2 separate regions of the Arachis hypogaea genome follow, and region 1 is linked to region 2. Evidence: chromatin contacts called from public Hi-C data. All regions are on one chromosome and are shown on one strand. The core of a region is the stretch at or near the end of the contact, and the rest is flanking DNA. Distances in the headings are between cores, read along the strand shown. Region 1 holds the start of LOC112796469. Region 2 holds the start of LOC112794734 (probable LRR receptor-like serine/threonine-protein kinase At3g47570).

The links. Hi-C and Micro-C count contacts between places; a contact is called where the count stands out from the background.
Region 1: a Hi-C map of leaf shows a contact between it and region 2, with 2.3 times the contacts expected there. The contact joins the promoter of LOC112796469 here to the promoter of LOC112794734 in region 2. A contact is called at or near these places in 2 of 8 Hi-C or Micro-C datasets (both in leaf).

The regions. Positions count from the first base shown.
Region 1 is chr4:20,517,191-20,523,955 of arahy.Tifrunner.gnm2.J5K5, forward strand. LOC112796469 reads right to left here and starts at 3,748. Exons shown (of 2, transcript XM_025838934.3): 1 at 3,341-3,748; 2 at 409-2,873. The coding sequence starts at 3,396. The coding sequence ends at 1,862.
Region 2 is chr4:20,295,252-20,302,302 of arahy.Tifrunner.gnm2.J5K5, forward strand. LOC112794734 (probable LRR receptor-like serine/threonine-protein kinase At3g47570) reads left to right here and starts at 1,752. Exons shown (of 2, transcript XM_072234351.1): 1 at 1,752-2,040; 2 at 2,376-2,740. The coding sequence starts at 1,752. The coding sequence ends at 2,740.

The sequences.
Region 1 (6,765 bases), core at 2,498-4,997, 220 kb after region 2:
TTTGCTCAATATGGTATAATCAAACTCTCCCGACCAAATAAAAAAAAAAAAAAGAAGAGAAAACACACACACACACACAATGTCTCGTTTTATTTCCCTCTAATGGGAAGATTGAGGTAATCAACTAATCTTGATGCTCATTGAAGGAGGAAAAATTAGAGTAAAAGAGCTAGAGTGTTGAGCTTAACATAGTCACAGATCCAACAAGGACGAGATTTTCTGTTCCTTTCCAGCCATTGCCTGTGTACTCATATTCCAACATTATACTTTACATACACCAACTTATGTAGGTCATAAAGAAATGAGTAAAACAATCCACTTTAATAGGGAAGACAAACCATTCTAACAAAAAGAAAAACTTGTAACAGATATGTGTGGAGTTAACCACAAACCTTCCAAGTTCCACCATTCAAAGGGAAAAGAAGTGACTCCATCCCAAACAAACACAATGCATTAGAATCCAGTACGAATTGGGAATCACCAGAATACTGATAACATAATACAGCTATATTTGAACATTAAGGTGATAATAAAAGGCTTATAACCATGATAAGGATATGGTAATGAAATCTAAGATAAGCAACCAACATACACCGTGGAGCAAATTTTCATGTCCAACACATCATCTTTGACTTATGGGGACCATCTAAGCAGTAAACGCTTCAGATTCAAAGCGCCACACATACTAGCACCAATTATAAATGACAAGATGAGATTAAGATAGAGATGAAGACAAACTCAACACATTGATAAACAATATCAAGCATATAGAAAATCTAGAAAATATTGACATACTTGGTGACAACAATACCTAAAGAGACCTGAAAGATGCACCGTCCATTGCAGCCAAGGAGATACCAATGAGCAGTGCTATATGAAGATGCCGAGTTCTCACAGACACTTTGATCAATTCTATTTTGCAATAGCTTTAATATGAGAAAATATATTAAATTAGAGGTACTAAAGACTTAAAATTTATGACTTCACATTTTCAGAAAGTACCATTTATCCTTGAATGAGATAGCACTAACAGAAACAATATATTTGTTGTCAACCAAAATCTTATTATCATATCTTCGCAAGTGACTTTAGTGTAATAAGATGTGACCTAAAGACCATATTCAGCATAATTGAAGCGGTATGGTTACAAGAGAGGAAAAAAATAACTTTACATGTCTATATTTTGCATGTGAGAGATAACTTTATATTGAGTCTATACCTTTAAAACTTTCATAGATAATATCCCAAGCAATTGAGATCAGAAGAAACAGGTTAACAATCAATCAAATGATAATTACAGCTAATGCTTCAGTTCAAGTTCATTAAGCCTAACAAATTACCTTGATGAAGCCTAGAGAACCAGGTCACTCTGCAAATGAGAAGTGATTTTAATCTCAGGAGAAACCAGAGAGGAAGATAAAAGGAATGTAGTCTTGAATCCTTAGACTAGACTTTATAGCATGTAAATTCACATTTCATACTATGAACATTCTACTCACTTCACATATTAGGTCATTTTGTTTTCTCAAATAAAGAAATGATGTGGTGTATTGACAGATGTACCAGCTGTTGAACTCTCCACTTTCTCCATATCAAATGTCCCAACTTTATAAGGTTCCATAACCTGGCAAGTTTGTTTCTATCCCCTTCTCTATTCTCCGGCTTCAACCAATCATATTTAACAATCACTTCTTTATTTCATATATTCTCATAGATGTCTCTATAACCATATCAAATTTACAATATTATCCTCTGTCAGCAACATCAATATCTTCATAAACTATACTGATATAAACAGATCACCAAAAAAAAATTGGGATCCCTGTAAAAAAAATGTTATTACTACACTAATGTCCTTCCTCTAACCGTGGGAGTCATCTGGTTGCAATATTCCACGTATTTCCCGCATTAATAACTTCGAACTATTAGCAATCCGTATGCTTTCAGAAATGATATGACTACATAACTCATGCCTCCGAGCTGGTCTAAATGATCTTAATTCAAAAAGAGGGTCTGTTATAACTTTCCTACTATACAACTCCCTTGCTGGATGGACATGTTTCCACCAGAAATCAGATAGTGCCAGTTCCATCACATTCCAGTACTCAGCATCATGATGTAACCTGAACAAACTACTGCCATTAGGAGTCCATACATAAAAATCCATCCAATCCCTCCCGAGAATCTCCATTAATCCCTGAGCTTGAGGAATATAGCGAATTGGAATTCGAGACCAAGGGAAAGCTTTACTCATGTCTCCATTGAGATAAGGACACTTTATCTCTAGAACCCCATGAGAAGACAACTCAAATACCTTTCTGTCAAGTACACCATCTGGTGAAGCAGCTAGCCAGTCATTTTCAGTGTTAGCACCATACACCTGAAGTTCAGGAAACAATACAGTATTACCACTTATCAGCTTGTATCTTTCAAGTGCTTCCTCCTCTTTGATATTGTTCCAACAGGTAGCGATGTTTCCTGAGAATGGTTCAATAGCACCGATCTTCTCTAGCCACAACTGGCACCTTTGCCTACGCCAAAATCCAATAGCAGCAGCGAAAGTGCTAGCTGTCAGTTTGTGTTTTCTAAGTGTTTGCCAGTTTTTAAACCGGTGTTGAAGACTCGGTGCTTGAAGGAAAGAATGAGTTTCGACAGATTCGTATTTTGACATGGCACCAACTATGCTCAAACTTCTAAAGTTGTTATTAGGAGCATGGCTATAGGAATTAGATCCTACAATAACCGATACTAAAGAATTGCTACTAACGTTTTTCTTATTACCCAGACATGCATCAAGAGCACCCATATAACATCGAATTTTGTGCATGCAATGCAGTCGAACAATGTGAGAGAATGATGAAGCAACTTCACAACTGTTAAACAAAGAGAAGTTGTCATTTGATGATTCGAACCATAGATACTAGCACGACAACATCTGATACTTATCAAATACATAACTAACATTCAAAAGAATAATACGATGAACATATATGATTCCTATTCCTCATTAGTTTCATTAGCATAGGACTAGTCCTGGGTGGTTCAATTATTATATACGAGGTGAAGATGGGTGATAACTTATTTAAACCAATAACTAACTAATATATGCATTGCATTACAAAATCAGTCGTAATGGTGGAATGTTCCTTTTTTACAATCTTACTGCAGCATGTACACAATATTTATGGCGGAAGCCACTTAGAAGCATGTACAAGTCATTCATAAACTCATAATCAAAAGAGAGAAAGGAAAAAAATTATATATATGATTGGAGCATTTCATCGAACACAGTGAGGGCGCATGAGACAGAGAGCAAGAAAGAGCAGAAGATAATCTTTACCAAAGCGGGGAGTGGATGCAGAGTCTTGAGTGGAAGTTTCTCTCAATAACAATCATGGTAGCCACGCGGCCATGGAAACCAAGATTCTGAAAACTGAGAGGTCATCGAACCATTCCGGATATCGGTTCAAAAGTTCGGAGGTTCAACCAATCCAACGGAGGAGAAAGGGTTGTTGGTTGCTGTGGGTTAGGGTTGGGTTGTTGGATGCATTTCGGACCAAGGTTTGACTGTGCACCGTGAGAGTAAGCATAAGAGAAAAATACTAAATTAGGCTATAAAAACGTACATACACACTACGGGAAATAATCATCATGTTACGCAGACTGAATGGGTGTGTATGGTTCAAAGATTAAATTTTATTCTCAAGAATATTATTCCTAGGAATATAATGCTTAAGAATAAAATTACTTGGAATGTAAGATTTTTATATTTGTTTATAAAACTTGATGCATTAAAATATTATATAATAATTCTAAAGATGATTAAATTTTTGTTTGGTTGAGTTTAAATTTCTTAGTCATATTATGTAATATGTCAAAATTACCCTTACTCATTTAAATTAAAATATTAATGATTAAAATTAAATATAAAGCTAATTAAATATTATTATTTTTTACATTATTTTTTAATTTAAAAAATATCTCTAATAATAAATTTACTAAAATATCTCTAATAATAAATATGTTTAGATAAAATTATTATTGATTCTAATTTTTTTTGAAATTTACTAAAATACTCCTAATATCAAATATCTTTAGTTAAATTGTTTATTGGTTCTAATTTTTTTAAATTTACTAAAATATCCTTAATATCAAATATGTTCAAATAAAATTATTATTGATTCTATTTTTTTTAAAATTTACTTAAATACCTCCAATATCAAATATGTTTAACTAAAATTATTATTAATTCTAAATTTTTTAAAAATTTACTTAAATACCCCAATATCAAATATGTTTAACTAAAATTATTATTGATTCAATTTTTTTTAAATTTACTAAAATATTCTATTATTAATTTTAATTTTTTTAAATTTACTAAAATACCCCCAATATCAAATATCTTTAGTTAAATTATTATTGATTCTAAATTTCACTTAATAACAATATGTTTAATTAAAATTATTATTTTTTTACATGTTGAATTTACAAAAATACTTCTAATAAAAAATTTACTAAAATACCCTTAATAAAAATATGTTTAGTTAAAATTATTATCGATTCTAATGTTTTCAAATTTACTAAAATACCTCTAATAACAAATATCTTTAATTAAAATTAACATTATCACAATTAAATTTACTAAAAAAGCATTACTATTATGCAAATGAAAGTTACAAAGAAGTCTCAAAAGTAAAAAATACTAGCACTAGTAAGCATACATGCACAACTCTTATACAAGAACACAAACACATCAACAAAATGAAATCAATATTACAACCTCACATAGAAAAATTATTTCAATTATTGAGTGTGATGTCTTCTCCTCCATTGGTTCCACATTTCTTGTGCAAGTTGATCTCTCCATCTACCCCAACATAGATTGGTTTATTTCACAAGATTCTTTTGGAGCCCAACTGTGGTCAGACTTCAACAAAAGCAATCTTCAAATCTCCGTTCTTAGTTACAATCATCAGGCTTGTATCACATTGAATAGCAGCTTCATCTATGGTTCTTTTGCTAATCATCCTTGGCACCAAAATGCTCAGAAGAAACCAGACACCAAAATGATCTCCAACATGGTTAGAGAAAACAACAATGACTTCACCATAAAGGCATTCATCTGTATGTAAGCCAGAGGTAGCTCCTCTGCATCCATAAAGGCATGACAACAGACCAAGTGTTATGGGAACCAATTTCTTTACCTTCTCATTATCTCTCTTTATGTACCTGCATAACAGATAGGAAAAATGTAACAAGCAGAAGATTTGTCTATGCATCATTTGTTAAAAGAGATACAACTTTCCTCCATGCATATATCAATGTGATGGGAAATTTAACTGACACATACATAATGGCAAAAGAACTGCTTAAGAACAGGAGCAGTTGTCATAATATTGGAACAGGAAAAATCTTGGAAACAGAAAACCTCTAATCAAACAATCTTGATGAAAAATAGAGGTATAAAAGGGAAACACACTTCAAAGAACAAGATTTTGCCATTTGAATTTTAAATGATGGGGAAAAAAAGAGAGAAAGATAGAAAAGGAAAAAGAAATGCTTGTTCCAGACATAATCATCCTAGAAAAAGGAAGCAACAGTTCGGAGGAAAGGAAAAAAATAGCAAACATGTTCTTTCAATTACCTCCTGCAATTCAAATATCAACATCTCGTCGATGAGAGCCTTCACGTTAAACAAACAGCTACAATGAAACTAACCAAATAACAAGCCTGACCAAACACATTATCTAAATCATGTACGCAAAAACATTTACTTAGTTACTTACTCAATCTTTTGAATGACAGGTGATGAGCGGATAATTTATACGCTTTTTGGCATTGTTTTCATATAGTTTTTAGTAAGTTTAAGCTACTTTTAGGGATGTTTTCATTAGTTTTTATGTTAAATTCACATTTCTGGACTTTACTATGAGTTTGTGTGTTTTTCTGTGATTTCAGGTAAATTCTGACTGAAATTGAGGGATTTGAGCAAAACTCTGAAGAAGGCTGACAAAAGGACTGCTGATGCTGTTGGATTCTGACCTCCCTGCACTCGAAATGGATTTTCTGGAGCTACAGAACTCCAATTGGCGCGCTCTCAACGGCGTTGGAAAGTAGACATCCAGGGCTTTCCAGCAATATATAATAGTCCATACTTTATTCGAAGAATGACGACGTAACTTGGCGTTAAACGCCAAGTACACGCTGCTGTCTGAAGTTAAACGCCAGAAAAACGTCATGATCCGGAGTTGAACGCCCAAAACACGTCATAACCTGGAGTTTGACGCCAAGAAATGCCTTAGCTCGTGAATTCATCAAGCTCAGCCCAAGCATACACCAAGTGGGCCCCGGAAGTGAATTTATGCATCAATTACTTACTCATGTAAACCCTAGTAGCTAGTTAATTATAAATAGAACATTTATCTATTGTATTAGATGTCTTTTGACCACGTTTCATCTTTGGTCTCAGTTTTGTTTTATTCTTCATCTTAGGAGATCATTGATCACGTTAGAGAGGGCTGGCCATTCGGCCATGCCTGAACTCTTTGCTTATGTATTTTCAACGGTGGAGTTTCTGCACACCATAGATTAAGGGTGTGGGGCTCTGCTGTACCTCAAGTATTAATGAAATTCTATTTTCTTTTATTCAAATCTCTCTTATTCTTATTCCAAGATATTCATTCGTACCCAAGAACATGATGAATGTGATGAGTCAAAATTACCCTCATTATCATTCTCACTTATGAACGTGCGTGATTGACAACC
Region 2 (7,051 bases), core at 502-3,001:
ATAATAAAAATCAAAATTTATATTTTTTTAATCATGATATACTCTCTAATACCAGAATATAAAATTATTTATCCCTAAATTTATAACTAGTAAATAGAGATACATAAATAACTACATAATTAACAGAGAAAGAAAGAAGGATTATCTGGTTGGGCAGAGAATTATTGATTCGATTAATAGTGAAAGGAAAAGCTAAAGCTGTGTTATTGGCTTACTGGCTTATTCCCTTATTGGCATAAACAAATTGTCTATATCTCCGTTGGCTAATTATAATTGCATTATATATATTTGGTTTCCGTGAACAATAATAAACTTCCTATATATAATAAGCGACGAGTCTTTAATAATTCTACTTTCTTAGTCCAATGATTGTTATAGGTTATTAGTAGAGGTAAGTATTAAAGTAGTCCCTGAAGTTATCCTCGAGGCTCAAAGTAATCCCTGAACTTAAAAATTTGTCGAGATCGTCCCTGAAGTTGATCTCCGGTACTCATAGTGGTCCTTCTGGTAAATTTCGTCCAGCTGGCGCAACCGGAAAGCTTCGTTGGTGACACGTTAGCAGCGCAACGGCTAGCTGACGTGGCACAGTAAACATTTTGGACTCAATTTGGTCCCTAATTTTAGGTTAAAAACTCTAACCCCCAATTGACTCTCTTCTCCTTTCTTCTTCATAGCACTCTCTTCAATATTTGAGTCTTGGCAACAACCGTCTGCAGGGAACCATCATCAGCGAAATCTGCAAAATCAAGCAGCTGAGTGAGTTGTACATAACTGAGAACAAACTAATTTCTGGAGAGGTTCCAACTTGCTTTGGTAATCTTACTTCTCTAAGAAAACTTTACTTGAACTCCAACAAACTCAGTAAGGTGCCTTCTTCTCTTTGGAGCCTCAGAGACATTCTTGAGGTGAACTTGTCTGATAATGCTTTAACTCTGTCTCTTCCAATTGAAATTGGGAACTTAAAGGATGTGACTTTCTTGGATCTATCAAAGAATATGATCTCAGGAAGCATTCCTGGGTCCATTTCTGGATTGCAAAATTTACAAATTCTCAACTTATCACAAAATAAATTGGTAGGGGGTATTCCTGATTCACTTGGCAGTTTGATAAGTTTGACAGATTTGGACTTATCTCAAAACAACTTGTTTGGCTTGATTCCAAGATCACTGGAGTCACTTCATTATCTTGAATTCATCAATCTTTCTCATAATAGTTTGGAAGGAGAGATTCCGAGTGGTGGACCTTTCAAAAATTTTACTGCTCAATCTTTCATGTTTAATAAAGCACTTTGTGGAAATGCCAGATTACAAGTCCCAGCATGCAGTAAAGTAAAGAAGAAAGGGTCAAATGCAAACATATTCTTCATCAAATGCATATTGCCTATAATGGTTTCAATCATTCTGGTTGTTTTCTGTGTGTTTTTTCTCGTCAGACCTTGAAGAAAGAATGGTGGTGATACTAATGAAGGAACATTATGAGCATTACAAGCAGCCAGAATGATTTCGTACTATGAACTATCACAGGCAGCTAATGGATTTGATGAGAGTAATTTGCTTGGTAGGGGCAGTTTTGGCTGTGTTCAAAGGTTGACTTTCAAATGGGATGGTGGTTGCTGTCAAAGTGTTTAACTTGGATTTGGAATTAGGATCAAAGAGCTTCAGTGTAGAATGCTAGCAATGTGCAATCTGCGCCATTGAAATCTCATAAAGATCATAGGTTGTTGTTCAAGTATAGATTACAAGCTTTTAGTGATGGAGTTCATGCCTAATGGGAGCCTTGAGAGATGGTTGTATTCTCATAATCATTGTTTGGACTTCTTGCAAAGGCTAAATATAATGATAGATGTGGCATCTGCATTGGAGTATCTGCATCATGGATCTTCACCTATAGTGGTTCATTGTGATGTCAAACCTTGTAATGTCTTATTGGATGAAGACATCGTTGGCCATGTCAGTGACTTTGGCATTGCCAAATTGCTTGGCGAGGGACAATCCAAAGAATATACCAAGACCATGGCTACAGTTGGCTACATTGCACCGGGTAAGTGATACTACACCAGATTATAATTTCCCTTTTAACTTTGGTCATTTGATTATAACCATATGCTTGATTAGTATGCATCTACAATTGAAGATCATAAATCATTCACTGACCTTTTAGTAATAATTTGTAATCAAAGTTGAACTACAATGCTTCTTTAACTTTTTCTGTAGTAATTTTCATTAGTTCAGAAATTCACTTTTTGTTGCGGTGGTGGTATCTAAACATTTTGTTTCCAATTTTAGTGGCTTGTGTGTCACATATACTTGTTCTATAAACAAATATTTTATTTAAAATAACGAGGGTAATTTGAGTTGCAAAGTTTGGATCCAAAGGGATTATCTCTACAAAGGGAGATGTATACAGTTTTGGGATAATGCTGATGGAAACATTCACAAGAAAGAAGCCAACAGATGACTTGTTTGTTGCAGGATTAAGCATGAAAGGTTGGATTAGTGAATCATTGTCACGTGCAATTGATCAAGTTGTGGATTCCAACTTGTTACAAGATGAAGGTCACCACCATGTTGATGACATAATAGCATCTACATCATCTATCTTGAAACTGGCCTTGAATTGTTGTGAGGATTTACCTGAAGAACGAATGAACATGGAAGATATTGCTGCATCACTGAACAAAGTTAAGGCCAAGTTTCTTAAAGCTAATGACAAGGATGTCGTTCGGTTTTGTAGAAAATGAACCACTTTGTAATATGTTTAAATGTTTAGTACATTCCCTTTCTTTGCTTTTGAATTTTGGCCTCAGTAGAGTCTATATTTTTCTACATTAGGAACATAAGATGTTGCAATAAACATTATCAAAAGAGAGTCAGCAAATATAACTACAGAACATTTACAGTTATTAAGCTATGGATGATTCAGGATTGATATATAAAGATTAAAGAATATAAAGGATGATCATGGCCATTTGCTAATTGATAATATATCAGTTGTAAGAAACATTCATTGTGTCACTTTAATACCAATTTCTGTAAACTAAGAAAAGCAAATCTGCGATGTTGAGCACTGTTGACATTTGACAAACTCAAGTAATCAAAAAAATAAACAAAAAAAGTGGTGCCAAAGTATAAAAATTAAAAATAAACAATCAGCATCATGCATATCTACAAAATTTAAAGTAATAGTAGTTCAATATTGATCAATAGCAGTATCATAATATCTCAACTTGCCTTACTCCATAATGCACATGTCGATGATTACAATGACCTGAGACACCATAGTTATCAAAAGTAATAATCTGGAGAGGCACAAAAACCAAAACAGTAAAAACAGGGGAGCTCTAAAAGAGATAACTAGAACAGAAGGTATTAGTCACCCCAAAAGATTGCATATGGTGGCACAAATAAAAGCTTAACTTACATGCCTAAAAATGGAAACAATAATACAGAAGCACAGGCTTACCATATTAATGCAGTGGCTGGTTATTTATGCGATGGAGAAGAAAGGAGAAGAGAGTCAATTGGGGGTTAGGGTTTTTAACCTAAAATTAGGGACCAAATTGAGTCCAAAATGTTTACTAAGCCACGTCAGCTATCCGTTGCGCTGCTAACATGTCACCAACGACGCCAGGTTAGCTTTCTGGTTGTGCCAGCTGGACGAAATTCATCGGAAGGACCACTATGAGTACCGGAGATCAACTTCAGGGGCGATCTCAAACAAATTTTTAAGTTCAGGGATTACTTTGAGCCTCGAGGGTAACTTCAGCGACTACTTTGATACTTACCTCTTTATTAGTAACATGATTACATGTATGAAACTTAATCTCATCAAGAGCTCCTAAATAGGAAGGTATCATCTAAGGCATATTCAATATTTTTATGGTAATACTAACAACAGACAACAACAACAACAAAGTTTTGTCCTACTAAGTAGGGTCGATTACATGAATCAAACAACGTTATTATGCTCTGTTATGTATCATGTCTACAAAAAGACCGTTTACATGTAGATTTCGTTTGACCACCTCATGGATGGTCTTCTTAGATCTTCCTCTGCCTTTCGCCCATTGTCCATCTTCCATCTCATCTACCCTCCTGAATGAATGTTCTATCGGTCTTTTTCTCACACGTCCAAACCACCTGAAACGCGATTCAACCATCTTTTCCACAATAGGTGCTACTCCAACTCTCTCCCTTATATTTTCGTTCTTTATTTTATCCAATCACGTATGACCACTCATCCATCTCAACGTCTTCATCTCTTCCACACTCAGCTTATGTTCGTGCTTTCCTTTAGCCGCCCAACACTCCGTACCATAAAGCATAGCCGATCTTATAGCGGTGCGATAAAATTTACCTTTAAGTTTTAAAGGCACTTTTTTGTCGCATATAAAACCAGATTCACTCCACCATTTTGACCAACCTGTTTGGATCCTATGATTTACATCCTGTTCAATCTCTCCATTATCCTGTATGATGCACCCAAGATACTTAAAACTTTTAATTTTTTGTAGGATGTTTTCTCCAATCTTCACCTCTATATTAAGGTTTTTCCTTCTCAAACTAAACTTACATTCTATATATTCCGTCTTGCTACGGCTTATGCGCAGACCATACACTTCTAGAGCTTCTCTCCATAACTCCAACTTCTTATTTAGGTCTTCCCTTGACTCTCCCATAAGGACGATATCATCGGCAAAAAGTATGCACCATGGCACAGGCTCTTGGATGTGCTCTGTGAGTACTTCCAAGACTAATGTGAAAATGTATGGACTTAAGAATGATCTCTGGTGTAATCATATACCAATAGGAAATTCCTTTGTCACACCACCTTGAGTCTTCACACTAGTTGTGATCCCATCATACATGTCTTTAATTGTACGAATATATGTGATCCTTACTCTCCTCTTTACTAAAACCTTCCATAAGACCTCCCTTGGTACTCTATCATACGCTTTTTCCAAATCAATAAGCATCATATGTAGATCCCTTTTATTAATATGATACCTCTCCATCATCCTTCTTAATAGGTATATCGCTTCAGTGGTAGGTCTGCCTGACATAAATCCAAATTGCTTCTCTGTTACTTGTGTCTCTTTTCTCAACCTCCGTTCTATCACCCTTTCCCATAACTTCATGATATGACTCATGAGCTTGACCCCTCTATAGTTTCTACAACTTTGTATATTCCCTTATTCTTATAGATAGGTACCAATGTGCTATTTCTCCACTCATCAGGTATCTTTTTTTACCTTAAAATCTCATTAAAAAACTTGGTTAACCAATTGATGCCTTTTTCTCCAATACCCTTCCAAACCTCAATTAGGATATTATCAGGTCCAACTGTCCTGCCATTTTTCATTTGCTTTAGAGCCTCTTTTACCTCGTAGTCTTGGATCCTTTGATAGTAGTCAAAGTTTTTATCTTCTTCCCTTGTGTATAACCGACCAAGGCTCGGAAGAGTCTTCTGTCCCTCATTAAATACTCGTAGAAGTAGCTCTTTCACCTTTCATTAATCTTCTCCTCTTGAGCCAATACATCTCCATCCTTATCCTTTATGCACTTAACCTGATCTAAATCTCTCGTTCTTCTTTCACGGTTCTTTGCGATTCTATATATACCTTTTTCTCCTTCTTTCGTACCCAAAGACTGGTAGAGACCCTCATATACTATTGTTCTTGCCTCACTTACAGCCACTTTTGTCTCTTTCTTAGCCGTCTTATATTTTTTTCAGTTATCTGCGTTACAGCATAAAGACCACTCTTTAAAACACTCCTTTTTTATCTTTATCTTATCTTGTACACTCGCATTCCACCACCAGGACTCCTTGTCTCTTGGTCCTATTCCTTTAAATTCACCAAAGCTTTCTTTTGCTGTTCTTCTAATAACTGCTGCCATCTCCCTCCACATCTCTTCCGTGTTTCCATTCCCATCCCACTTTGCCTCTTTTCCTACCCGTCATAGGAAGCTTCTTTTTCCTCACCTTTCATCCGCCACCACCTCGTCCTTGAGTTCTTCGTATGATGTCTTTTTCTCAACTTTTGCTCAACACGAAAATCCATGACGAGCACCCTATGTCTTTTATGGTAATACTAAAGAGATGAAAAATAAGATTTAATTATTCTGTTATTTTTTATAATTTTATTAAATTTTTAGTTAGGTTTTTATACTTTTTTTTCTTTTCAATTGAGTCTTTACACTCTTTTTAATTTTGTAATTACGTTATTTTCATGTTAAAAATATTAAAATTAACATAATATTTTTACCAAAATACATGTAGTTAAAAATTTAATTAAGTTTTTAATTATAAATACATTCAATTTGCGAAAAAATATTTAGTTAACTCTAATATTTTATTACATTAGGAAGGACTTAATTACAAAATTAAAGCAGTATAGAGACCAATTAAAAGAAAAAAAGTATAGAGACCTAATTAAAAATTTAGTAAAACTATAGGAGTCAAAAGAGTAATTAAACCAAAAAATAATTAGTTCAATCAGTTTAAATTTATTTTATTTATATTTATTTGTTATATAATATATTAAATAAAATTAAAAATAATAAATTTTGAACAATTTTTAATTAATATATTTTAATTACAAAATATTTTTGTTATAATTAATGTTAATGCAAAACTTAATCAGTCAATTTTAAAATTAGTCTTTAAAAAATTATGTCACGTAACACTTAATAATTAATGATACATTAACAATAAAAAGTTAATAGAAAGACTAAATTGATTTACTCATGATTTTTTAGAAATTATTTTAAGCAATAACCCAAAACTTAACGCCAGTTTTTATTTTATATATCTATAGAAATAAAGAATGAGCAGGCTAATTAAGAAGAACTATTTTTTATTCGTTTACAATAATTATGGGTCGTATGCATATCACGTTGCATGTGCTAGATTCGGAGAAGAAGAGACTTGGAAGAATGATATTGATCTATTTATTTGTAGCTGTTTAAGCTTTTCTGGAAATCAACGAAGGAAAATGCCCCTTTTCTTTAATAGCAAGAGTCAAAACACAAAGTCTTTTCAACCAGAAATT